Regions from separate parts of the Mus musculus genome. Here region 2 is linked to region 1. Evidence: chromatin contacts called from public Hi-C data. All regions are on one chromosome and are shown on one strand. The core of a region is the stretch at or near the end of the contact, and the rest is flanking DNA. Distances in the headings are between cores, read along the strand shown.

Region 1 (4,911 bases), core at 1,672-4,171:
GTCGGCACTCTTAACCACTGAGCCATCTCACCAGCTCCAAGGTTATTATTCCTTTTAGGAAGTCTCCTCAACTATAGAATTTCTAACTCCTAACTTGCAGACTGAAGAAGACCTGCATCTTAACTTTAAGTGCCGGGTCCTTCCCAGCTGCAGACAATTCCTAGACAAAACTGAGATTATGCCTGGGGGAGAGGTCCCCAACTGGCAGTTCCTGGGATTCAGGGAATTCCCTTTGGAGCCACAGCTAATGAATTTGTTGATCGAGCAGTAATTAGATTAGAAGTGGGAGTGCTTGTCGAAAGTTGGCTCACTCTGACCCCAAGTGAGCTGTTGCTGTTAGGCTTCAGTGAGGGAGAGCACTTACGCTCTTAAAGCTTGCTTTCTGCTTTTAGAGGCTGCACTGGAGTGGGGAGAGAAGGGAAGACTGGTGTGAGCTGAGGCCAGCGCTGGACCAGATGTGTGCAAGACGGCTGCTGAGTAGCTGGAGTTGATGAACTAAAGAAGGCAGTGATCCCAAGATCCAGACCTTCCCCAAACAATGGTAAGCGTCACAGGACACCCCATGTCTCCCTCCTCTCCACATCCCACATCTGAAGCATACACAGGGCCACTGTGATAAGTGTCAAAAGCAGGAGAGGGCAAAGAGTGACCTGTTTTCAATCCAGTTCACACCTCAATGAAGAAGTCAAGAAGTCAGTTTGGGAGCTTGGCTGGACAGTCTACTGACTGCTCATGAGGCTAGGCAGCCTGGTCAGAGGCATTGATGGAGCCAACTCTAGAGGCTCTGCAGCATTGTGCATGAACTGGGGAGGCAAAGGTCAGGGAAAGAGAATTTTCTTTGTAAAACTACAAGGCTTTTTAATTTTTACAAACAAATTAAAAGGTAGTAAGTAAGGTACCCGTGAAAAATGTGTTCCAGTCTCTCACAATAATAAGTTTCTGCATAGTTACTATGAAACCAGTAACCACCCATTATAATAAGCTCCAGTGGACTAGATATCTCACAGAATCACTATTTCAGATCTTTATGCAACTTGCAAAGGACAGTAGATGTTGTTAAAGAGTAAACAGAGGCACAGCAAGAATCAAAAGTATACACTAAATAAGCCAAGATTTGTAAAAACGGGTCAGATTGAGTCTAAACCAAGGATGTATTCCTCAAGCCTCAATGGCTCTCATCTATTTCAGGCATAAGTTTGTACTATCTCTGTAGACTGGCCTTGAACTCAGAGGTTCACCTGCCTGTAACTCTCAAGTGCTGGGATTAAAGGTGTGCGCCACCACCATCTGGACTAGCTGCTGTACTATCTCCTAGTCTCAGATCCTTACTAGGTTACTGAAGACAGTTGTTATCTTCAGATCGCAGTTAAAGCAGAGCAGGTTACAGGGGCTAGCAGGAACAAGAGACAATGTGCCAAGATGGGTGACACATCTAGGTGTTCAAGGAAAGCAGGGCATAGAAAGGTGAGAATCGAGGAATCAAGATCACCCACCTTAGCCTTTCCAGGACAGTCCTTGACTAGTTCTAAAGATGACTCTATGACCTCCAGGCTGTGGCTCATAATATATGGTCACCAAACCTTATTGTCATAGCTTCTGAGTATAGCATGAGTCTAAACTAGGCTCTCTAGGCAAATGAGCCATCAGAGTACGACCGGGCACTTGAGACAGGTTTAGTCAGCACTTTAGTATTACCTGGATTTCACAGGGTTTGGTTCTAACTGCTGACCTATACATTCACCCCGCATGTGTGTTGATGTGTGTTGGTGTTTATCTGTGTGTTTGTATTGGTGTGTATGCACATGAGTATAGATGCCTCATTAACTACTGAGTCATTTCTCAAGTTCTCCTATTTATTTTTTGTTTTTGTTTTTTCTGAGACAGGATTTCTCTGCAAAGAGCTCTATCCTGGAACTCAAATTGTAGACCAGGCTGGCCTCAAACTCACAAAGCCACCTGCTTCTGCCTCCCAAGTGCTAGGATTAAAAGGCATGCACCACAACTTGCGGCTAATTTTTTAAAAATTAACAATAATTCTTAGGGGGCTGGAAGAATGACACAATGGTTAAGAAGAGTACTGGCTCCTCTTCCAGGCCCTCCTGGCTCCTATATGGTGGCTCACCACTATCTGTGTACTAGTGACTTTTCTACTGCTAAGACACCATGACTTAGGCAAATTATCAAAGAAAGTGTCTAACTGGGCTTATGGTTTCAGAGGGCTAAAATTCATCATGGCAGGGTGAAAAGCAAGCACGGCAGCAGGAACAGCTGAGGGATGGGCAGAGAGACACACCGGAAAACGCTTGAGTCTTTTAAAACCTCAAAGCCCACCCCCAATGACACATCTCCTCTCCTTCCCAAATAGTTCCACCAATGGGAAACCAACTATTCAAATGTATGAACTTGTGGGAGCCGTACTTATACAAACAATCATAGCCTGTAATTCAACTTCTAGGAGATCTGACACCCTCTGGCCTTTGTGGGCACTAGGTATACATGTAGACAAAATACCACACACACACACACACACACACACACACACACACACAAGCTTTTACAGTCAGGCAGTGGTGGCACACGCCCTTAATCCTGGCACTTGGAAGGCAGAGGCAGGCAGATCTCTGTGAGTTAGAGGCCAACTTGGTCTACAGAGCAAATTCCAACATGGCCAAGGCTATACAGAGACCTTGTCTCAAACAAGCAAATATCTTAAAAATAAATAAGAATTCTTGGGTTGGGAAGATGGCTCAGTCAGTCAGAAAAGAGCCTGCTGTGCAAGCAGAAGACTTGAGTTCATGCCTTCGCACTCACAGAGTCCAGTGAGGAAGCAGTGCCTGCACTCAGCACTGGAGGTGAGCAAATTCCTAATGCTCACTTCCAGTCAGTATAGCTAAATGGTGACCTCCAGGTTCAGTGAGAAACTGTGTCTCAAAAAACAATGTTTATAGCCACAGAGGAAGAGACCCAATGTTCATCTCTAGTCTTCACTTACACATACATGCACACACATAAATTCTTTTTGCAGCCCTGGGAACTGAATCCAAGACTATACGTGACATACAAACACTATAACCCTGAGCTATACCTCTGGCCCCATTAATTCTTACCAGCACCGATTTAACCATTACTATAACTCAGCGAGATAATGTCCTTCCACATAACCTATCAGTATGCCTTTGCACATCATTTAATCTGCCAATTTGGTTGGCCTCAATGAAATCAGTGACACAGCTACTGAACAGAACACAGCCCCATGGCTCATCACTTGACATTGACTCTGTAGCCTTACATTCATATATAAACAATTAACTAGGTCATTTCATCACTTATTAGTGTAAATATATTGTTTCCTACAACATATTTTATTCATGTAGATGTCACAAGAGATAACTAAATACAATGTTGAAACTTGAGTTGTGGCAGCCTTATCTAACTCAGACTCCTGCCCCTCCAGCCTTGGAGTCCTAGTCAGATAAGCAGCTTGTGGCACAGAGGCATTGGAAGATGTCTCTTAAGAGAGGTATGGGTCTGGACCATATCACAGACCGGAAAATAACTAGCCTTTCCTAACCACAGCTGAACCAGACGGCACTGGATACGTTCCTGCCCCAACTGACACTCTCCAGAAGCAAGCACTGAACACATAACCCCATGATAGGATACAGAATTGAAGGAGGAAGGGGGGAAGGGGCCAATACTTTAGGCAAATGAGCTGGCACGGCTTTCCATCGAGCAGTGTCTTGGGTTGCCTGAGGTCGAGGCATGCATCTGCCAAACTTGAAACGGGAGCATGCTGCAATTGGAATATCATTACTACAAAACAGGATTATCATGAACAACGATTCCAAATGGGATTAGAAATGATTCTTTGTTACTCAGAGGTAATCGGCAACAGCAGCAGCAGTGGAGAACCATCAAGCCCTGAACACTTTTCTGGGGGCATGGTACTGGCATTCCAGGCACTCGGCCAGCATCCTTGCCCACCCTCCTTGCTGGGAAATACTGGGCATTATCCTGCATTGGGCAGAGGGCCACCTGGGACAAAAGCCAGCTACATATCAAGGAATGCTACTCAAGGGTCCCCTAGTATAGGCCCAGTTTCTTAGAGGGAAAGGGGTGCAAAGAGAATCCCAGAGCCCAACTGACTCAGCCACCTAAGAGTTACTGAGACAGGTACCAATGCCATTACATCTCAGGCAGGCTTACCTGGGGTTGTTCTAGGGAAGTCAGTAATAATAAAGAAGGCACTTAACCTCACCACTGCTTACTACATGGGAGGCACTGTTCTAAACACTTTATACATTTGACCCTCACAGCTTTGTTTATTATCCTGTTTTACAGCTGGGGAAACAATCACCTAAAAGTCAAATAACTTGCCAATCATCTAATGAGTAAGAGGCACAGTTTGAATTTGAACACAGGTATCTGACTCTAGAGCCCACAACTGTTTACATACTAGCTAGGGATGTCCAACCTCTGTCACTGATGTTGCCATTTTCAAATGGCTTGGCTCTGCATTTGCAGATATCCTGAGATGAAGGCTGGACAGACCTGTGTTGGACAGGCAGTCACAGGCAGAGAGAAAGGTGCTCAATGCTTATAACTAGGGTATGTGTGCTGGGTTGTTTTATGTCAACTTCTCACAAATCGTTTTTAATCTATCTGACTAAAGTCATCTGAGAGAAGTGAACCTCAATTGAGAAAATGCCTCCATAAGATCCAGCTGTAGGGCATTTTAATTAATGAATGACGGGGAGGGCCCAGGCCATTTGTGGATGCTGCCACTTACGGAGCTAGCCACGGAGGAAGCCAGTAGTAAGCATCCCTCCATGCCCTCTTCATCAGCTCCTGGCTCCAGGTTCCTGCTCTGTTTGAGTTCCTGTCCTCATTTCCTTCAATGATGAACTAGAT
Region 2 (4,911 bases), core at 1,767-4,266, 120 kb before region 1:
GATTTGTATACCCAGGTTTTTCTCGGCCGACCTGCAGCCGTCCCAGACTTAAACTTTCCTAATCAGGAGTCAGTCGTCTGACTCAGGTACATCATCTAGAAGTACTCATTGGCCTGGTCAACTCAGCCGACTTGCTTCCTAGCTTCAGGGTAAAAATTCATAAACCCCCGATTTAGCGAGGGGAAATGTAGGAATATGGAGTTGGAGGCAAATTGTAGCGACCCTGCTCCGGTCTTTTAAGACCCCACGTTCCAGCCCCGCTGTCTCCCTTGGCTGCTCAGCCACACCCGTACTGTCTTGGCTTGCAGGCTCCAGCACCCTCCTTTAGCAAGCGCGTGCACAGCACGTGTATCCACGCACCTGCACGCGAGCCTCAGTGAGGTCGATCTTGAGCGCCAGTTCCTCGCGAGTGTAAATGTCGGGGTAGTGGGTCTCGGCGAAGACGCGCTCCAACTCCTTGAGCTGAGCACTCGTGAACGTTGTGCGGATGCGCCGCTGCTTGCGCTTCTCATGCAGGCCGGACGGCTCCGGGAAGAACTTGTAGGGAACTGCGGGTGCGTGCGCGAGGGCAGGGGCAATGAAAGTGGAGGGCGTGAGAAGCTGATCTCAGTCCCTACACCCCTGTGTCCCGCCCTAGAGGAAATCTCATATAACCCCTCCCTCCCTCCCCTCAATTTGGTCCTCAATAGCTTCCTGTCAATGTCCCTAAGGCTGAATCATCAAGGGACTTAAGAGTTCCCAGAAACAAATCAGAAGCTCCAACTAAGGGTTCGTCCTCATTTTCCCCACCTTCTTTCAACCCCTACCACTCCATTGGCCTCTCCCAGCCTCCTACCCTCACGGTGGCGTTTCTGCTTAGGCACTCTTCCTGGGGAACTCTAGGTCCTGTTCTCTGATCACAGGAGCAGGGTATGTCTGCATCAGCACCAGAGTATCCCCACTAACCAGTCTCGGGCCTTGGCTCTGCCATTGAGATTCTCCAGGCAGGTCTACTTTAGACTCTATGTACCGATGGGGTTCCCTTTCTCCTCACCCCATCTCCTCAGCCCATGTCTCTCTTTCCCAAGCTTTCCCCCCTCAGTCCTGCCTCTCCTCCCTGGTCCATATTCTTTAGGTATTTCCGCTCCCCTGCCTCCATCTGAGCCTCTCTTCAACTTTCCCCTTCTGGATCCACTGTTCTTTGTGCCCACGAAGACCGCTTCTTATTCCTTCTTACTCAAGTTTTTCTATTTTCTTTGTCCCCTTTCTCCCACTCAGTCACCTCTGTCCCACTTCCTCTAAGTCCTGTCCCAGCCCCTCCCTCACCATCTTCCAACACCTGACGCAGACACCATCTCTAAATCCTTGTATCTAAGTCTGGTTTAAATTTCCATGTTTTTCATGGGGTCCCATCTTCCCAAATTCTTCTCTTCTGCACTCCATCTTTCTTTCCCTCTCGAGTATTTGTTTTCAGGCTCGTTTGGTGTCCATCTTCCATAATGTGTGTTCCCACCATCTGGTTCTTATCTCTGTTTTCCAACACTATGCACCCATTCCTCTCAGGGTCTCCATTTGTGTTTCCATCTCTCCGTACCTTATCCCATCCACAGTCTCACAGACCCTTTTCTCAAGGGTCCTATCTTCCTATTTCCTGTTCCCATTTATGGGATCCCCATCCTGGCCTGGCCCAGCACCACCAGTCTTCCTAACCCCATTTTGGTCTACGGCCGCCTCTTAAAGGTCATTATTTCTCTAAATTAAGGTATTTATCTCCCCAACAAACCCCAGACCTCCTTTCGGGTTCCAGTGATATTTGGGGGTGGGGGGATTATGAAAGGAGGAAGCCGGGTGGGGCATGCTGGGACACTAACAGAAGGCATAGGGATACCTAAAAGGCTAAATGACGTTGAGGGTTTGGACTGGGACTTGCTTGGATCAAAGGACTCGAGGGTGGAGGATCTATCTGCTCCTGGGATTTCAAGGGCTGTCGTCCGGGATGGGAGGGAATGTGGGAATGAAAGTGGTCCAAATGATAGAGGCTCCTTTTCTGTGGCTATGGGACCCGTTTTTTTGTTTTTTGTTTTCTGCTGGTGCAGTAAGGTTTGGGCCCAGGCAGGATAGGTCTAAGACAGGGCAAGGTGAGGCTGGAAAGAAGGAATCAAGGCTGGGGGAAGGATGCCATCTGGGCAGCTCAGCGGCAGCAGGGATCTTTGTTGAGGGTGGCATCACCCAAGACACAGGTGGTAAGAATGAGAGTTGGCTGGACTGAGCTGGAAGCCAATTCTGAGGATTCTGGGAATGGAGAGGTTTGGTGGTCACCTTTGTAGGTGGGGAGGGGAAGGCCTAATGAGAGGCCTAAGACTGGACCTGTTTCTTTGATACGAAAGGCACAGGGTAGGGGGTTGGCATTGAGAAAGAGGAACCGTTGGAACAAGAGGGTGCGGCTCATCCCTGCCAAGAAGAAACTCCTATTACCGGGGGTCTCAAAGTACACTGGAGGAGTCTAGCCAGCAGCATAGGTAGGGGTGGCTTGTGGGTTCAGTCACAATTACTTGCAGAGTAGGAAAGGTAGTTGGGGTTTCATGGGGTTTGGAGGTGGGGTTTGGAGGTAGGGTTGGGATGGGACTGCGCTCACCTGCCGAGTAGGGTGCGGGCTGGTGGTCGCGTAGGGCGCCAAGCGCACAGTTGGAGGAGCCGAGCGCGGGGCAAGGTGGCCCAGCGGCGGGGAAGGCAGGCCGCAGGGGACTGTATTGGAAGCCTCCAGGCTGGCTGCAGGCGCCGAAGTCACCGTAGGCGGACGCCTCCATGGCCGCCACGCACGAATCGTACGAATTGAGGTAGGAGTAGTCCATCGGCCCGAGGGGGCGGGGGCGGGGGCCGGGCAGGGCCGGGTCTGGTTGGGGTCGGGGTCCCGGGCTGGGTGGAGTTCGGGATGGAGATTCGAGCTCCAGGCGCAGAGGACCTGAGACCGGCTCTGAGCGCCCGAGAGTCCGCCCGCCCCGTCGCGGCCCGCACTCTGCCCCGGTGCAACGCAAGTGCAGTGCTGCCAGCCCGCGCGCCTTTTAACGCGCAGGACCCCGCGGAGGGGGCGAGGCGGGGCGAGCTCCGCGGGGCGGGGCCTGAGCGGCCCAGACCCCGCCCCTAGCCACCTCGGGTCCCCCACCCCAAAGGGCCTCCCTCTTAGGGCTCCCGAGGTGCAGGCGGAGCATCGTGGGACCCCAATCCGAGAGTCCCTTATCCTGTCCCAATCCGGCCTAGACCTTCGATCTCTACACAACATGCCCAGCAGGAGGGTCCCGACCTCGTTCCTGGGCCTCCCACCTGCGGCCCCGTGGAAGCTAGGGAGGCAGGCCCCGCGGTGCTGGTGTGAAGAAGTTAATTCAATTCTCCCAGATAACCGAATTATTCCGATCTGGCCCTTCAGCCCCGCCCCCAGCTAGGTCCTATCCCTGCGAGGACTGCCGAGGCTGCCCTAGAGTGAGGGGGATGGAGACAGGGATGAGAAAGAGACAGGAGCCTGGGACAGGGACAAGGAGGGGACGTGGGTATGGAGAGACTAGAGAAAAGGGGTCAGACCTCGAAATAGAAGTAAGGGAAGACAAGGATGAAGCGGTAGAAGAGAAAGGCAGGGGTGGAGATGGAGATTGGCAGAGAGAGGAGGCCAGCAGGATGGAGAAAGACAGGCATGGAGACAGAGGGACACGGATGAACATGGACGTGGACTGCAACCAGGGCTGTGATGGAGCTGCAGAGAAGGCTGAAACAAATCAGAGACAATCACAGTGAGACCACACACAGGATGGCCTTAGGCTAACAAGGACAGAAACAGACCAGCGAAACAGAGGCCGATGAGTGGAGAGAAAGGACATCCCCGAGAGCTGGGATTTGTGACCAGAGCACCGAAGGCGACCAAGACATTGTGGTGGAGAGGCTGGGGGTGGGAGGGGTTGGCAAGGCATTAGAGGAGAAGGCTGCAGGGTTGAAGTCTCTCTCTCTGAGAAGTCTCTTGTCTTGAGGGCCACAGGAGCCTGCACCTGCTGGGTCCAGGCCACTCCCTCCCATCCCGGCTTCTCAGCTCTGTTGTCCTCTCCAATAGCTTGTGACCTCTGGACTCGCGCGTGTGTGTGTGCGTGTGCGTGTGCGTGTGCGTGTGTATGTGTGTGTGTGTGTAACTGTGTCTGTGTAGGATGCTGAGCCTTAGGACTATGGTAATGACTCCCTCTCTCTCCTTCAGTGCCTTTCTTCTTCCCCTTTGAGTCGTCCCTGCCTTCTTCTGGAAAAGCCAGGTCATTGACCCTCCAAGGATTTTCCCCAGCTCTCCAGGCTGTGTGGTGAATGGAATACATTTAGCATCTTTACCTGGAGGATGAGTAGAAACCCCCTTCTGTCTCTTTGGCTCTCCTGAAGGATGAATTGAACCTCTCCTCATTAGTCCCCAGCCCCAAGTCCCCAGGTTTCTACACTAAGTCCTGCTGATGGGAAGTCTGAGATCCAAAAAGAAGCCAGAAGAGGGCCATGTCCTTGTCACCAAACAAAATCCTCTAGGATTAAGAGAAACTCTCCTGGAATTCCTCTTTCCTCATGTTTGCCAGCACAGTGGGACCACAACCCTCGGGTCCGTCCCTTTCCCAGGCTAATTATTCTTTGCTTGACTCATGCCTCGGTTTCTGTAAGTATTCTATGTCAGGAGTTTTGGAGTTGTGTGTGTGTGTGTGTGTGTGTGTGTGCATGTGTGCACGCATGTGTGTGTGTGTTTCCAAGCCATTTTCCCTTGCTTTGGGTATGTTGTGTTAAAATATGCATAAACACAAATTTTACCATTATAGCTATTTTAATTGTATATTTCAGTGTTGCTAGTTCTCATCATGTTGGACAATACAGCATCACTGTCTTGTTTATATTTATTTCCATAATTCTTGATCTTGTATAACC

What was found. Hi-C and Micro-C count contacts between places; a contact is called where the count stands out from the background.
Region 2: a Hi-C map of the N1E-115 cell line shows a contact between it and region 1, with 2.5 times the contacts expected there. The contact joins the promoter of Phox2a here to the enhancer-like site in region 1. A contact is called at or near these places in 9 of 39 promoter capture datasets (the 3T3-L1 cell line, 3T3-L1-derived adipocytes, the C10 cell line and 5 more), 5 of 484 Hi-C or Micro-C datasets (the AML12 cell line, the N1E-115 cell line, bone marrow-derived macrophages and 2 more), 7 of 115 datasets of contacts at active chromatin or transcription factors (craniofacial prominence, embryonic forebrain, embryonic hindbrain and 4 more) and 4 of 9 other capture datasets (adipose tissue, liver, macrophages and 1 more).

What each region holds. Positions count from the first base shown.
Region 1 is chr7:101,696,176-101,701,086 of GRCm38.p6, reverse strand. The region is part of intron 3 of Clpb (ClpB caseinolytic peptidase B); the gene reads right to left. Among named protein-coding and RNA genes, the nearest start is that of Clpb, 35 kb to the right of the region's middle. Within about 2 kb of position 2,921, at least 19 of the 459 cell types and tissues checked have an H3K27ac peak or open chromatin away from gene starts, as enhancers often do. A contact at or near this core is called in the N1E-115 cell line, where this site is marked.
Region 2 is chr7:101,816,418-101,821,328 of GRCm38.p6, reverse strand. Phox2a (paired-like homeobox 2a) reads right to left here and starts at 3,016. Exons shown (of 3, transcript NM_008887.2): 1 at 2,615-3,016; 2 at 361-548. The coding sequence starts at 2,831.